Regions from separate parts of the Mus musculus genome. Here region 1 is linked to region 2. The links are chromatin contacts, called in public promoter capture Hi-C maps. All regions are on one chromosome and are shown on one strand. The core of a region is the stretch at or near the end of the contact, and the rest is flanking DNA. Distances in the headings are between cores, read along the strand shown. Region 1 holds the start of Vstm4 (V-set and transmembrane domain containing 4). Region 2 holds the start of Chat (choline acetyltransferase).

The links. Promoter capture Hi-C pulls out the DNA fragments that hold promoters and counts their contacts.
Region 1: a promoter capture Hi-C map of embryonic stem cells shows a contact between it and region 2. The contact joins the promoter of Vstm4 here to the promoter of Chat in region 2. A contact is called at or near these places in 2 of 39 promoter capture datasets (embryonic stem cells and liver).

What each region holds. Positions count from the first base shown.
Region 1 is chr14:32,850,918-32,858,165 of GRCm38.p6, forward strand. Vstm4 (V-set and transmembrane domain containing 4) reads left to right here and starts at 5,839. Exons shown (of 8, transcript NM_178791.5): 1 at 5,839-6,049. The coding sequence starts at 5,995.
Region 2 is chr14:32,461,066-32,467,694 of GRCm38.p6, forward strand. Chat (choline acetyltransferase) reads right to left here and starts at 4,844. Exons shown (of 16, transcript NM_009891.2): 1 at 4,742-4,844. Slc18a3 (solute carrier family 18 (vesicular monoamine), member 3) reads right to left here and starts at 3,785. Exons shown (of 1, transcript NM_021712.3): 1 at 1,372-3,785. The coding sequence starts at 3,359. The coding sequence ends at 1,767.

The sequences.
Region 1 (7,248 bases), core at 4,589-7,088, 390 kb after region 2:
GGCTGCCCTTGCATTTGGTGCGTAGATATTCAGAATTGAGAGTTCCTCTTGGAGGATTTTACCTTTGATGAGTATGAAGTGTCCCTCCTTGTCTTTTTTGATAACTTTGGGTTGGAAGTCGATTTTATCCGATATTAAAATGGCTACTCCAGCTTGTTTCTTCAGTCCATTTGCTTGGAAAATTGTTTTCCAGCCTTTCACTCTGAGGTAGTGTCTGTCTTTTTCCCTGAGATGGGTTTCCTGTAAGCAGCAGAATGTTGGGTCCTGTTTGTGTAGCCAGTCTGTTAGTCTATGTCTTTTTATTGGGGAATTGAGTCCATTGATATTAAGAGATATTAAGGAAAAGTAATTGTTGCTCCCTTTTATTTTTGTTGTTAGAGTTGGCATTCTGTTCTTGTGGCTGTCTTCTTTTTGGTTTGTTGAATGATTACTTTCTTGGTTGTTCTAGGGCGTGATTTCCGTCCTTGTATTGCTTCTTTTCTGTTATTATCCTTTGAAGGGCTGGATTCGTGGAAAGATATTGTGTGAATTTGTTTTTGTCGTGGAATACTTTGGTTTCTCCATCTATGGTAATTGAGAGTTTGGCCGGGTATAGTAGCCTGGGCTGGCATTTGTGTTCTCTTAGTGTCTGTATAACATCTGTCCAGGCTCTTCTGGCTTTCATAGTCTCTGGTGAAAAGTCTGGTGTAATTCTGATAGGCCTTCCTTTATATGTTACTTGACCTTTCTCCCTTACTGCTTTTAATATTCTATCTTTATTTAGTGCATTTGTTGTTCTGATTATTATGTGTCGGGAGGAATTTCTTTTCTGGTCCAGTCTATTTGGAGTTCTGTAGGCTTCTTGTATGATCATGGGCATCTCTTTTTTTATGTTTGGGAAGTTTTCTTCTATTATTTTGTTGAAGATATTAGCTGGCCCTTTAAGTTGAAAATCTTCATTCTCATCAATTCCTATTATCCGTAGGTTTGGTCTTCTCATTGTGTCCTGGATTACCTGGATGTTTTGAGTTAGGATCCTTTTGCATTTTGTATTTTCTTTGACTGTTGTGTCGATGTTCTCTATGGAATCTTCTGCACCTGAGATTCTCTCTTCCATTTCTTGTATTCTGTTGCTGATGCTCGCATCTATGGTTCCAGATCTCTTTCCTAGGGTTTCTATCTCCAGCGTTGCCTCGCTTTGGGTTTTCTTTATTGTGTCTACTTCCCCTTTTAGTTCTAGTATGGTTTTGTTCATTTCCATCACCTGTTTGGATGTGTTTTCCTGTTTTTCTTTAATGATTTCTACCTGTTTGGCTGTGTTTTCCTGCTTTTCTTTAAGGGCCTGTAACTCTTTAGCAGTGCTCTCCTGTAATTCTTTAAGTGACTTATGAAAGTCCTTCTTGATGTCCTCTATCATCATCATGAGAAATGTTTTTAAATCTGGGTCTAGATTTTCGGTTGTGTTGGGGTGCCCAGGACTAGGTGGGGTGGGAGTGCTGCGTTCTGATGATGGTGAGTGGTCTTGATTTCTGTTAGTATGATTCTTACGTTTGCCTTTCGCCATCTGGTAATCTCTGAAGCTAGCTGTTTTAGTTGTCACTGTTAAGACCTTGTTCTTCAGGTGACTCTGTTAGCCTCTATAAGCAGACCTGGAGGGTAGCACTCTCCTTAGTTTCAGTGGGCAGAGTATTCTCTGCAGGCAAGCTCTCTTCTTGCAAGGCAGGTACCCAGATATCTGGTGTTCGAACCAGACTCCTGGCAGAAGTTGTGTTCCACTCACTAGAGGTCTTAGGATCACGTGTGGAATCCTGTGTGGGCCCTTGCGGGTGTCAGGCGACTCAGCTGGCAAGGTAGCCCGGGGCTCGAGTGGAGCGGAAGGGACTTGTGCCCCAGATCAGGCCCGGGTAGCCTGCTTCCCTATGTACCACAGTCTCAGGTTCCACGCGATTGGATTGGGGCAGGCGCTGTGTTCCACTCACCAGAGGTCTTAGGGTCCCGTGGGGAGTCCTGTGTGGGCCCTTGCGGGTGTTGGGCAAGACTCTGCTGGCAAGGTAGCCCGGGGGTCGAGTCTCGAGTCGAGCGGAAGGAAGGGCTCTGTCTTTTCTTGACGTCAACAACACGCTTCCTAAAACTGTGCTGATTCAAGTTACTGCTGCTGAAGCGGTTTAAGCAACACTCACATCGACACCCAACTTTAGAACTACAACTGCGAACCAGAAGATTCATACATTAAATACACATAATTATAATAACAAGATGCCCAAACTAACAACATTAATTTTATATGATGTTGTGTGGAACCAGCTTGCCCCTTAGGTGAGTTTAGGGGTGAATGCAGCTGAGGGTGATTCGTGGTTGGTTCTGGATAGTGAAGCTGTCATTCCCAGCAGAGAGCTGATGGCTTCCATGTACACAGCTCCATTGACCATCCTGCCTTCCTTCCTTCCTTCCTTTGACCTCTGTTGCTTCCATAAGGCTTTTGGTTTGGAACTGCTCCAAGCTGGTAGTCTTTCCTTCTGCATACAGATACTCAGAACTCTGTCTCGGCAAGTATGCACCACTGTGTCAGACGTGGTAAGATGTCTCAACTTTCTGTTTCCTAATTACTAGGAGGCTAACATGGGCACTTTCTGATAGCCACGTGCTCATCTTAGATGTATAAAAGCTTAGGTGATCTATTGTGTGAAAACATCTCTGAAACTGGAGGAGGATTGTGCATCAATGGCAACTTGTAATAACTGACCTGTGGAAATTGGCATGGTATCTTAGAAAACTATAGGATGCTTGTAACCAGCTATCAGTCAAATAAAGGTGAGAATATCTTAGTCAGTAAACATTTTGTGTGTATGTATGTGTGTGGCACTTATGTGTGAGTGTGTTTTGCATTTGTGTGGCACACACACATACATACAAACATATACATATATGAATGTGTGTATACACACACACACACACACACACACACACACACATGATATGAGTGGAGGCTCAACAGTGACATTATCTTCCTTAATCGTTCTCTCCATTGTATATTGAGGCTGGCCTTGTGTTGAACCTGAAGTTTTTCTTTTCTGCCAGTCTGGCTAGTTAGCTTGTTTCAGTGATTTCCTGTCTCTGCCCACCTTGCAGTAGGAATACAGATTACAGATGGGCTGCCACACCCTGCTGGCTTTTAGAGGGTTCTAGACATCAATATTCCAGCTCTCAGGCTTCTAGGAGAGGCCCCACTCCCTCTGAGCCATCTCACTAGCCCAAACATTTTATTTTTAAAGATGATATCTACTATTGTTAAGGCTGACCTTGAACTAATCTACTCAAGCAATCCTCCTGCCTCAGCCTCCCAAGTAGCTAGGACCACAGGCACTGGCCACTGCACTGGCCATAAACAAATGGTCATTTCTAGATTTTACTTCGAAACACAACAAAAGTTGCAGTTAAACGTTAAAGTCTGTATGCTGTTTACCTAGTGTCTCATCTCCTCGCCGGGCCCTTCTCTGCATGTCAGTCTCTCTACACACACTTTAGAGTACATGCTATAGATACTTATTTTATTTCAATTACTTGTTTATTTAAGAGTAGTCTGTCATGTCTCTTAACACCAGACCCCAAGTGCTAACATCAACACGTTGTTTTCAGAACCATATCCAGGGAGTACCACTCATGTAGCACACAGTAGCATAATAAAATTTTCAACACTGTCAGTAATCTCTTTCTCAGTAATATCTTTCTCGGCAATTATTTTAGGATCCACAATACCTGGGTCTTTTTAACTGCCTCTATTTTGTGCATCTCCTATTTCTTTTTGCTCAGTGGTGGTTTTATTCATTAAGAGTGCAAGGCTGGCCTGAGGTGCTTCATCTTGTATTTGAAAACTGATGGTCAGAGGCACATTTTCCCCTGGTCACTTATACAGGTGGCCTCTCACAGGTCTATATGATTTATTCTAACTCCCTTGCTCGAGATCCTTTTGATCTACGGTTCTCTTTTTTCTGCCTCCTAGGGACTGGACCAGATTGTTGTACCCAGCTAGCCTGCAGAGTCCCTGGCACCAAAGTAACACTTATTGCTATAGTTTGACTATAAAATGTCCCCCACAGGAAAGTGTTGAAACTTGGGTCCCAGCTGGTGGCTCTATTTTGACAGGTGATGGTAATGTTCTGGTCTGTGTATATGAATGCATGGGCACTCGCGCACGTGCACACACACACGTGCACACACACACGTGCACACACACACACACACACACACACACACACACACACACGCACGCACACGCGCACACACACATACACACACGCACGCACACTCGAGAGAGCATACAAAGAAAAAAAAACCCACGTGTCCATAGAAACCTGGACATGTTTTGGGTCCACTTTGAACCTCAGTTTATTCAACCTGGGGCCTCACAGAAGGAATCAAATATGTCACTGACTTATTCATGCCTGCAGAGTAGTTTCTGTGCTGTTTTATGGACGTCTTGGAAGGATGTTTGCATTCTTGGACTGTAGGACTCAGTTTGACCATAAACTCTGTCCCCCTGCTTTGTGTGTGTGCGTGTGTATGTGTATGTGTTTATTACTGATGGTGCAAGCACTGCACCATCACCACCCTTTGACCGGGAGGGATTCAAAGTAGAAAAGGTCTTGTTAAGTTGACTACACTAACAAACCTCCACCTTCTTTGTAGTTGGGATGACACTCATGTCGCCTTACTTCTTGCCCTGGTGCCTGACCCAGCAGCTCAGCTTCCGCAGGCCTGGCTTTCTGAGGAAGCTGCTGTTTCCATCCTGGCTTTCCTGGTGCTAAGTCCAGTCCCTAGGAAGCTGTGCTGCATGGAAGGCTCTCCCTGGGATCAGGTCCCAGAGGGCAAAGCCCACTGACATAACCAGAAAGAGTGGACAGTCCACCCTGAAGCTGCCCCGGAGTCGGTAGCCATTGGCTGGGTCAGTACCCCCTGGCAGGACCTCTCTTGCTTTGCTCCACCCCTCCCCATCTTCCTCAGGCCCTTGAAGTGGAAGGATGTGGGACTTCTGTTTCTCCTCTTCTGCCTCCTCTCTCTCTTCCTCTTCCCCTTGCTCCTCTTCCCACTCCTCCTCCTCCCACTTCCAAGGACCACTTTAAAAAAATGGATATTTTATTTATTTACATTTCAAATGTTATCCCCTTTCCAAGTTTCCCCTCCAGAAACCCCTATCCCACCCTCCCTCCCCCTTGCTCATCCACCTGCCCACCCCCAAGGACCACTTTTAACAAAGTTCTACTTGACTGGTGGTGTTTTCTGAACCCCCAACCCCCATCCTGGACACACACAAAGGAACCCCAAATAAAGCACAAAATGACTGCTGATGTTCACCACCAGGCATTGGGTGTCAAACTTTAGCCTGATTTGGTAAACAACGTAGCAAGGGTGGGACCATTTCTTTGCAGCAGAGCAACTGATGGAAGACTCAGAGGCACGTGGAGATGACAGACATTCTAGGCTCTCACCTGGAAAGTTGAACTCTTCTGTGGGAACCCTTTAACTTTCCAGGGATCCTCACCCAGCCCCCATCTCCTTCTCCAAGTTCAAGGCAGCAGTGGAAAGTTGTTTCTCAGCTGCTGTGAGCCTTCTCGATGGGAATGCCTGGTGTGTGTGCTGTCCAGGCTCAGGGTTTGTAGATGAACCCAGTACCTAAGTTTCTGGATCCTTCTTAGGAATAATTGGGTTTGGAACAAGGAGAGCTAAAGGTCTCCTGGACAACGTCCAACGTTACAACGTCCTCCTGGACGCCTTAGCTCTGTACAACGTGAATCTCCAGGGTCACCTCAGTTTTCTCATCTGAGACGTGGGCGTGGTGAAAGGGGACACCGTGGGCTGGCCCAGTTAGTGGATGGAGAGGCCGCTCCTCCAGCTCGGCGTAGACCCAGAGACCCAGCAGCGCTGGCCCGAACTGTGGCTGGAGGCCGAGGGGCGGGCCGGGCCCGGCGGGCGGCGGCGCTCTCCCGGGTCACAGCGCCGGGCGGAGGCGGCGGGAAGATGCGGCTGCGGCTCCTAGCGCTGGCGGCGGCCGTGCTGCTGGGTCCGGCCCCGGGTAAGCGCGGCGCGGCGGGCGGCTGCGCGGGAGGCCGGGGCTCGAGCGGGAGGGGAGGCCAGGGTTACATGGGGTCCTGGAGACTCACTCGTACCCCGCGATCCTGGCGGCGCAACGGCGGCGCCGACTCAGGTCTCCTCCGGTCCCTAGTCCTGCCCGTGTCCCGCGATGGGGACCTGCTCTCGGGACAGCTCCTGGTCCCTTCTGAGTCGCAGGCCGCGGAGCTCAGGGCGAAGCCAGCCCGATCAGAGCCCCAAGTCGGCGCCTTCTTTCTGTCTTTCGTAGTAGTCGAGACCCGCAGCTGCTGCCAGCACCAACTTTCCTTTAACTATCTTTGGAGACGCTCCGAAATGAGGTCAGGAGCGACCGGATCTTCCCAGCCTACTGGGCACTGAGGATTTACTAGTGAGTCTTCTGAGATGGTCAAATCTGGTTAGACAGGGTGTCATCCATCAGAATCCTTTCCCACAAACACACTTCTTTGGGGGCCACCTCTGTTGGCTTGCACAGTTTTATGGCTCCCACTTACAGCGGTTGAAGAACCTCTTTCGCTCCGTCCCCAGCAAAAGGTATATTAGTGACTCTCCCTTCCCAGGTGACTACCAGCAAGAGGTGTACACTATCTCATTTAATCACAGTGGTGTTTCAAAGTAAGAACATCAAGGTTTTATCAATCCAAATACTGCGTAAAACATTGGCTCAGTTTATCAGTCCACCAACCTCTAAGGACAGCGCAGTTTTAGCCCCATTTTAAAAACAAAGAACGAGAGGGACAGGTATGAAAATTTGAACCCTTTAGATTCCAACCTGGATGTACCCAGGGTCACCCTGTAGCTCCTGCTTATCATCCTTCACCTGGGTCTGTCATTCACTCCACCAGATGCTTCCCCTATGGCTCCTGACCTCCATCTGCAAGGGAAAGGCCAACATACTTCACGTATAAACCCACTCTCAGGGCCTGCACAGTCTTCGGCCTTCATTTAGGGGTAGAGTGGGAGCTTATTGGTCACCCAGTCCCACCATTCATCTCGCAGAAAAGAAAACTATCAGTTCAAGTACTTATTAAAAGCCAAGCTGTGGTTCAGAGCAGTGACTACCAGTCGTCTTTGAAGTCAGATCCCGTAGTTTTGAATTTCATCTCTGCTATGCGCTGTGTGAGCTTGAGCAAGTTGTTCAGCTTCTCTGGACCTCCATCTTGG
Region 2 (6,629 bases), core at 3,594-6,093:
TTTCTGCCCTCAAAACCTGTCTAGGACAGCTTCCCGGATGAGTTCCTGCACTGGCATCAGACTTAGGCCTTGGAAAGGGGCACAGAACATTGCCTCCCCACCGCCCCACCCCAGCCTGCCCCCCACCCCAGTCCCCATACTCCCCCATCCGCACCGGCTCCTGGGCAGCTGCTTATGCAGAACCCTGGGGAGTGCTTGAGTCAGAAGAAATTTTGCCCCTCCTCACAAGGCTGAAATCTTACTGCACCCCTTTAAAATATTAAAAATTAAGGAGTTGGTTGGCCACAGTAAGACCTCCCTTGTTTTCTTTTACCATCCAATTCCTGCAGGTTCTTTGGGAAGGGAGGAGCAGACAAGAGACCACAGACTTGGTCCACTCTGATGGTAAGTGGGAGTTGTTTAAAGCCTCAACCAGAGGCCCACAGACACTCCTCCCAGGCAAAGTACTCTCCCATCTTACACAAACAGACTCAGTCAAGGATAGACAGGCAGACAGGCAGGCAGACAGACAAGTACTCCCCCTACCACCACACCTCTCACACAAAAAGACTCAAACAAGGACAGACAGACACACAGAGAGACAGACACAAGCCCCTCTTACACAAGAAGACTCAGACAAGGACACACACACACACCAACTGCAGACCTTCCCCCTGCATACACAGGTTACCCTACCCCAACTGCCTCTTCACCCTGAAATCAAAGAGTCCCATGTGCAGGCATCAGGATTCAGGAATGAGTGTACTGCCTTCAGCCTGGGCCTCCATGGTAGGAAATCAAGGGCGGGAGCCCCCACCCTCACCCCCACCCCGGATAACCCTGAGCGGCCACTTATATTCAGGACAGGGTGGACTAGGGATTAGCATCAGTTCCTACATCAATCTTCCTTCCGTTTTCCATTCCAACTTTCATGACTGAGAAAAGGCAGATCCATGGGTAACTGTTTTCTCATTCCTCAGATGATAGAGCCTGGATCCTTAATGAACACTGTCACCAGGCCGAGACCCTATAAAATGGGGACTACCTCCTCTTCTCTGCAGAAACCAGCTCCCTTGTGCTCCTCTCTTGACAAGATGAGGCGAGGTCCCACTGTGTGGGAAAGCCCTTGGTGCCAGCTGTCCTCCGAGGCCAGGCAGATCCTCAGGTTCCCTCGGGTGGAACCTCCAGGTGCTACACTGGGCTTGGAAAGGAGAGACTATCGTGTGTGTGTGTGTGTGGGGGGGGGGGGGGATTGGGGTTGTTTCCTTTTCCCAGGCAGTAAAGGATCTTCAGAGCTTCCACCCCTCCTCAGGTCTGCATTGAACATGTGAACCCCAGTGTGCTTAGGTTTTGTGTCACACTGCCCACCCCTCATCAGTAAAGAGACTTGGCCTCCTCAGACAGATATGGTTTATTAATTCAGGCCGGAGGCACCAGGGTGTAGTAGACCAAGTTTGGCACTGGAAAGATCCGCAGGAAGGACAAACAGATGCATGACTGTACTTGGGGGCTCTCAGTAGGTGGTTGGTGATCACCGGTACACCTCTGCCAAGAGCCCAATGCCTCCCTGATCCATTCCCTCAATGAATACGAGTGTGTTTGGAGAGGGGGTTAGACTGGGAGGGGTCACGGAGAAGGGATTCCAGCAAAGGAATTCAGGGCGGGGGACGGGCTAGGGTACTCATTAGAGGAGGTGGGCCCCAAGCCAAAGTTGGCCAGCGCTCTTGAAGAATGACCATCTTGACCTAAATGGGGAGGGTAGGTGGCCTGGAGGAGAAGCGGGTCTGCTAGCTGCGGGAGTAGTAGTTGTAGTCGTCCTCACAGCCATCAAAAGGGCCAGGCGGGCTACAAGGTTCACCGCCGTCCTTGCCCTGCACCTCACGCAGGCGCATCGCGTCGTACAGACCCTGCGGCGGTTCATCAAGCAGCACATCGCGCTCGGAACGCGAGCGTGTAAGGAGGCCCACATTACGCAAGAGCAATAGGACCGGTGCGTAGAGCAGGTTGGCCAGGCCCATGCCAAGGCTGAGCTGCTCAAAGCCAAGTGAGTGAACGATATGGCCTGCTACTATGGGCCCGAGAGCGTAGGCCACAGAATAGGAGATGTCAGCTATGGCATAGACACTGCCATAGACTGATACGTGGCGCACGTCCACCAGAAAGGCGAGCGTGGGTAGGAGCGCCGTGTCCACCAACGCGATGCCGAAGCAGAGGCCGCAGAGCGAGACCACTAAGGGCGCGAAGGATCGGCAGGCAGGTACGACGCAAGAGCTCACTCCGATTACCGCTAGCCCGAGAGCGCCATACAGCCACTGCAGGTGTGGATAGCGCGCCGCTAGACGCACGGTGAGATAGACGCCTAACACGTGTGGCACGAAAGCCGGCAGCCAAACCATGCCCATCTCCCACTCGGATGCCGCCATTGTGTGCTTCATCCACGTGGCTATGGTGGGCTCGAGAAACGCAAGGGGAATGTTACAAGTTGTGAGCGCTCCGGCTACAACAGCGATGTAAGGGTCTAGCATGAGGCGATGGATAGGTGTGCCCACGGGCAGGTTGGCCCGCGCCCGAGCCGCAGCTGAGAAAGGCTTAGCCACCGCCAGGAGTAGGAGTGCGTCGAAGAGCGACACGGCGGCGAGCACTAGAAAGGGTACACGCTTGCCCGCGAACTCGTAGAGGATGCCCCCAAACGGTGGCGCCACTAGGCTTCCAAAGCTGATGAAGGCTAGCGCCACGCCCAGAGCACGACTGCGCTCAGGCTCCTCGGGATACTTGTCGGCGATCATGGCAATGCCAGACGTGTCCGCGAAGGCTGAGCCCAGGCCTTGTAGACTGCGCGCAGCGAAGAGCGTGGCATAGTCTTCTGCAAAGGCAAACATGACTGTGGAGGCGAACATGACGCCCAGGCCAATAAGCAGCGGCACGTCGTAGCTCATGCGATCAATGAAAGGCCCGCTTAAGGGGTTCACCAGAAGCTGCAGGATGGCCTTGGAGGCAAATAGCACGCCTATCTTCACATCTTCACTTTCTGTGGGGTAGCGAGGCCGCAGGATTGACCGAGCCGACCCGGCAGCCGTCGGGGACGCCGAGGTGTTGGCCAAGTAGGCGCTGGCATTAGCCAGAGTGGGCGGCGGCAGGGTGGGTTCCCACACCTCAGAGATCAGGGTAGGGCTCTCGCTGCCCCCGCGCATGTGAGCGATATAGTCGGGAACAATGGGCACGATGACCATGTACAACATGTTGTCCAGTAACAGTGCAACGCACACGATGACCAGCACCAGGCGCCGCTGCCTCTGGGGCTCTTGTAGCGCGGCTCCCACTGCTTCCGACAGCTTGGTGGCCGCCGCCCGGGCCTGACCGGTTGGCGCGGTGGGTTCCATGCCCCTACCCGCTGCTCTTCCTAAGATGCCTCCACCGGAGTCGGGTGTCGGCGTCCCGCAGTGCAGAGGCTAGGGTACGGTACTTCGGGGGCGCGGTCCTAGCCGCGTAGCGCCCCCTGTGCTTCAGGTGGCTGTGGGGTTCATATCCCCGAGCTCAGGAGAAAAAAAAAAAAAAATCAAGGATTGTCCCGCGCGGCGCCGCTGCTCTTAGATGCTCCAGGGACCAGTTGCCGCTGTTTCGGATGCAACCGCGGAGGCCGGCAAGCCGAGGGGCTGAGGCGGGAGACTGGACGCGCGGTGCCCAGAGAGAGCAGGAGCAGCCCCTGCCGCGCAGAGAGGCCGTGTGCACCCGCCCAGGGGCATGCTGCCGCCGCCCGCCGTCTCTCCAGCCCTCCCCGCGCGTCCGCTCTTGCCTCTTCCTCCACCGCCGCCTCTCTTTTTTTTTTTTTTTCTCCCTCCACTTGGGGCTATGACGCGGTGAGTCTCGGCCCCCGAGTGGTGCCCGGGCCACTGGCGTCGCTCATGCTAATAGGACGTCGTCGGGGCGGGGGCCGGGGGCCGGGGGCGGGGCGCGTCCGGGCAGGGGTCCGCTTCCGAGATGTTTCCAGGTTGGGAGCAAGGGGAAGGGGATCTTGGCGAGCTGTAGTCCTAGACAAGCCCCTGGGGATGGGTGAGCAGTGGAAGGAACCGGCCCTATGTTTCCCCCAGTTCTGGGACCTATAGGGGTGAGGTTCCCCCAATTGGGAGGAGGGGTGCGGCAGCCGGTTCCCCGCAGCCTGGTGGGAGACGGGAGAGCCGGGGGCTCTAGACCTCCTCCTCAGCCTGGACTTCGGCGCACAGCGGGCACGGAGCCCCCGAGGTGAGCCGCGCTGCCTCCATCTGTTCTCGCAGCTGGAACACGCAGCCGGGACCCAGAGGCACAGCGCAAGCAACCCCCTTCCTCAATCCCGCCCCCAGCCCGTCTCATCCCCTCCTCCGGGAAGGGAGGGGGAAGGTACAGAGCCTTCAGGGTCTGGTTCCGACCCACCTGCCCTTAGGCAGAAAGTCTTAGCAGCTAATTCCAGTCTTTAAGGGTTTGAGTATTGAGAGGAGGAGTCGTTCTTTGCACCCAGGGTCCTGGAAGTCAAAACTAACACTTTTTGACCTCCCCCTACCTGGCCTCTCCTTTTCGGCTTTCCGGGCGCGGGTCTCTCCCCCCCCCCCCCCCAGCTCCGCCTATTTTCCCTTCCTTTCTACTCTCCCACTCCTCTTTCTAACTCCTCCCTGGCCCTCTTCTCTCCAGACCTTACCCTCCCTCTGCTCTTGAGAGCCTCCGCCCACTTTTCTGCATTTCCTCACCCCACCCCCACCCCGGCCGCCTCCAAGTCTTGAGTGGGGCTCACAAGTGGCGTGGAAGCTTCTGGGTCTCACGCAGCAGGGCCTCTGCAGCTTTGCTGTCAGTAGAGGCTTAGGAAGGCTCACCTTCCTTCCGGGAGGGCTGCACACGCTGAGCGTCCTGATTTGCAGGCGACAGGCTGAACAGATCAGCCTATGCGTTGGGCCCAGTGTGTCCTCAGAAGAGTTTTGACCCTAGATGGCACGTGAGGCCCGAGTTCCAGTCCACAGACTGGAAGGAGAGAGGATGCCAGTCAGCTGAGATTGGAGGTGGTGGTGACGTTGAGATTGGACTTTCCCTGTCTTGCGGAATCACAGGAGCCTTCAGATCCCAAGCTAGCCTCGGATTTAGCTTCTTCCACTGGGCTTCCCACCCGGGAAGGAGACATCGTGATCTGGGCTCCAGAGGCAGACAAATAGGATGGCTTCCAGAGCTACCACTTACTAGATAACAGTGCCAAGGGAGACGTTGTTTCTCCTTCTGCCCCCACTGTCCCTTTATTTATCTGTAAAATGGAGTACCTACAGCTTAGGGTGTGGTACACGCATGATGAGAAGCATCAGTATTTGCCATTGTTGCTGTGACATGCTCTGCCCTGTGTTCATGTCACAGTGGAGGGTCTTGTGAAGAGCAGACAGACACCAGGGCCATCCTGACTCTCTGGCTTATCCCTCGAGTGGGAAGGCATTGTGAGCCTGGTCTCTGTCCGAGCTGGTAGAAGATACAGAAAGAGCTGGAAAGTTGGCTTCTCTTCTTATGCCAGCTGCAAGATGATGTGACAGAGACCAGAGTCAGGGAGAGAAGGCAGCACTCAAGTGGTCTAGCCCAACCTCTCAACCCCGTACACAGGTACTCCTGAAAGGAGGAGACTCACCTAAGTAGAGAGCTGCCCAGTCACATGCCCTGTGATGGCCCAGCTGCCCTTAAAATGAGGGAAGAAGCCTAAATATGAGGACAGCTGTGGCTCTGGATAATGTTGGGCAAGTCACAGTTGCCCTACCTCTGGCCCACTTGGCCTCTGTTCATCAAGAGGTTACCAAAATTCACACTGCTGAAAGTGCAGCAAAACGACTTTAAATATTATCCCACTGCCTTTGTTCATAGCACATACTCCAGAGACTCGCTTTCCCTCAGCTTGCTCCATGTACTCTGTCACCTGCTTGGCTCTCCAGACACTCTAGTTTAAGAATACTCTGGGTTCCTCTGACTTTTCTACAAAAGCTACACTGATGGTTTTTAAAGAGGTATTCCACACCCTACATGGTAACGATTATTTATTCATATATTGTCGCGCCGTCTGAGTAAAATCAGGAGGCAGGATGACACGGGAGGCAGCAGTTTTCTCTCTAGTGGTTAACAGACAGTAGAATCTTCCAAAAAATAAACTTCCCAGTCCTAGCAAGCTGCAGACCTCGTCTCTTGGCTCTCCAGCCCACATAATAATCCTTAGCTGTTCCTGAGAATGAAGCCAGTTCATTTTGGGACTCACACCCAACTCTCGCCTCCTCCATTCCTCTATGACAAGATGCGGACTCACTTGTTCTGTGCCAGGGCCATGGGTATACTCTTACTTCATCCTTCCTCAATCCTGGTACAGCAAAGATGCTATCTGCCCCCATCACACCCCCCACAGGGAAGTTGTTCTTATGCCCTGGCACATCTGGTTCCAGGCTGTTAAGACCTGCTTCATGGTCTTCATGCCACCTCCCTTTTCTTTGTGTTTCATTATGCCTCTATCACTCCATCTGCAGTGTGGCACACCTTGGCAGGGTAAGGGCAAGAGGCATAAAAACTGGAGTGAGGAAGGCAATGGGCTGGATTCTTCCAGGTCTTTAGCTCCCAAATAAGAAGGCAGAGCTTTTACATCTGAAGGATACAGGGGTCACAGTCAGGGG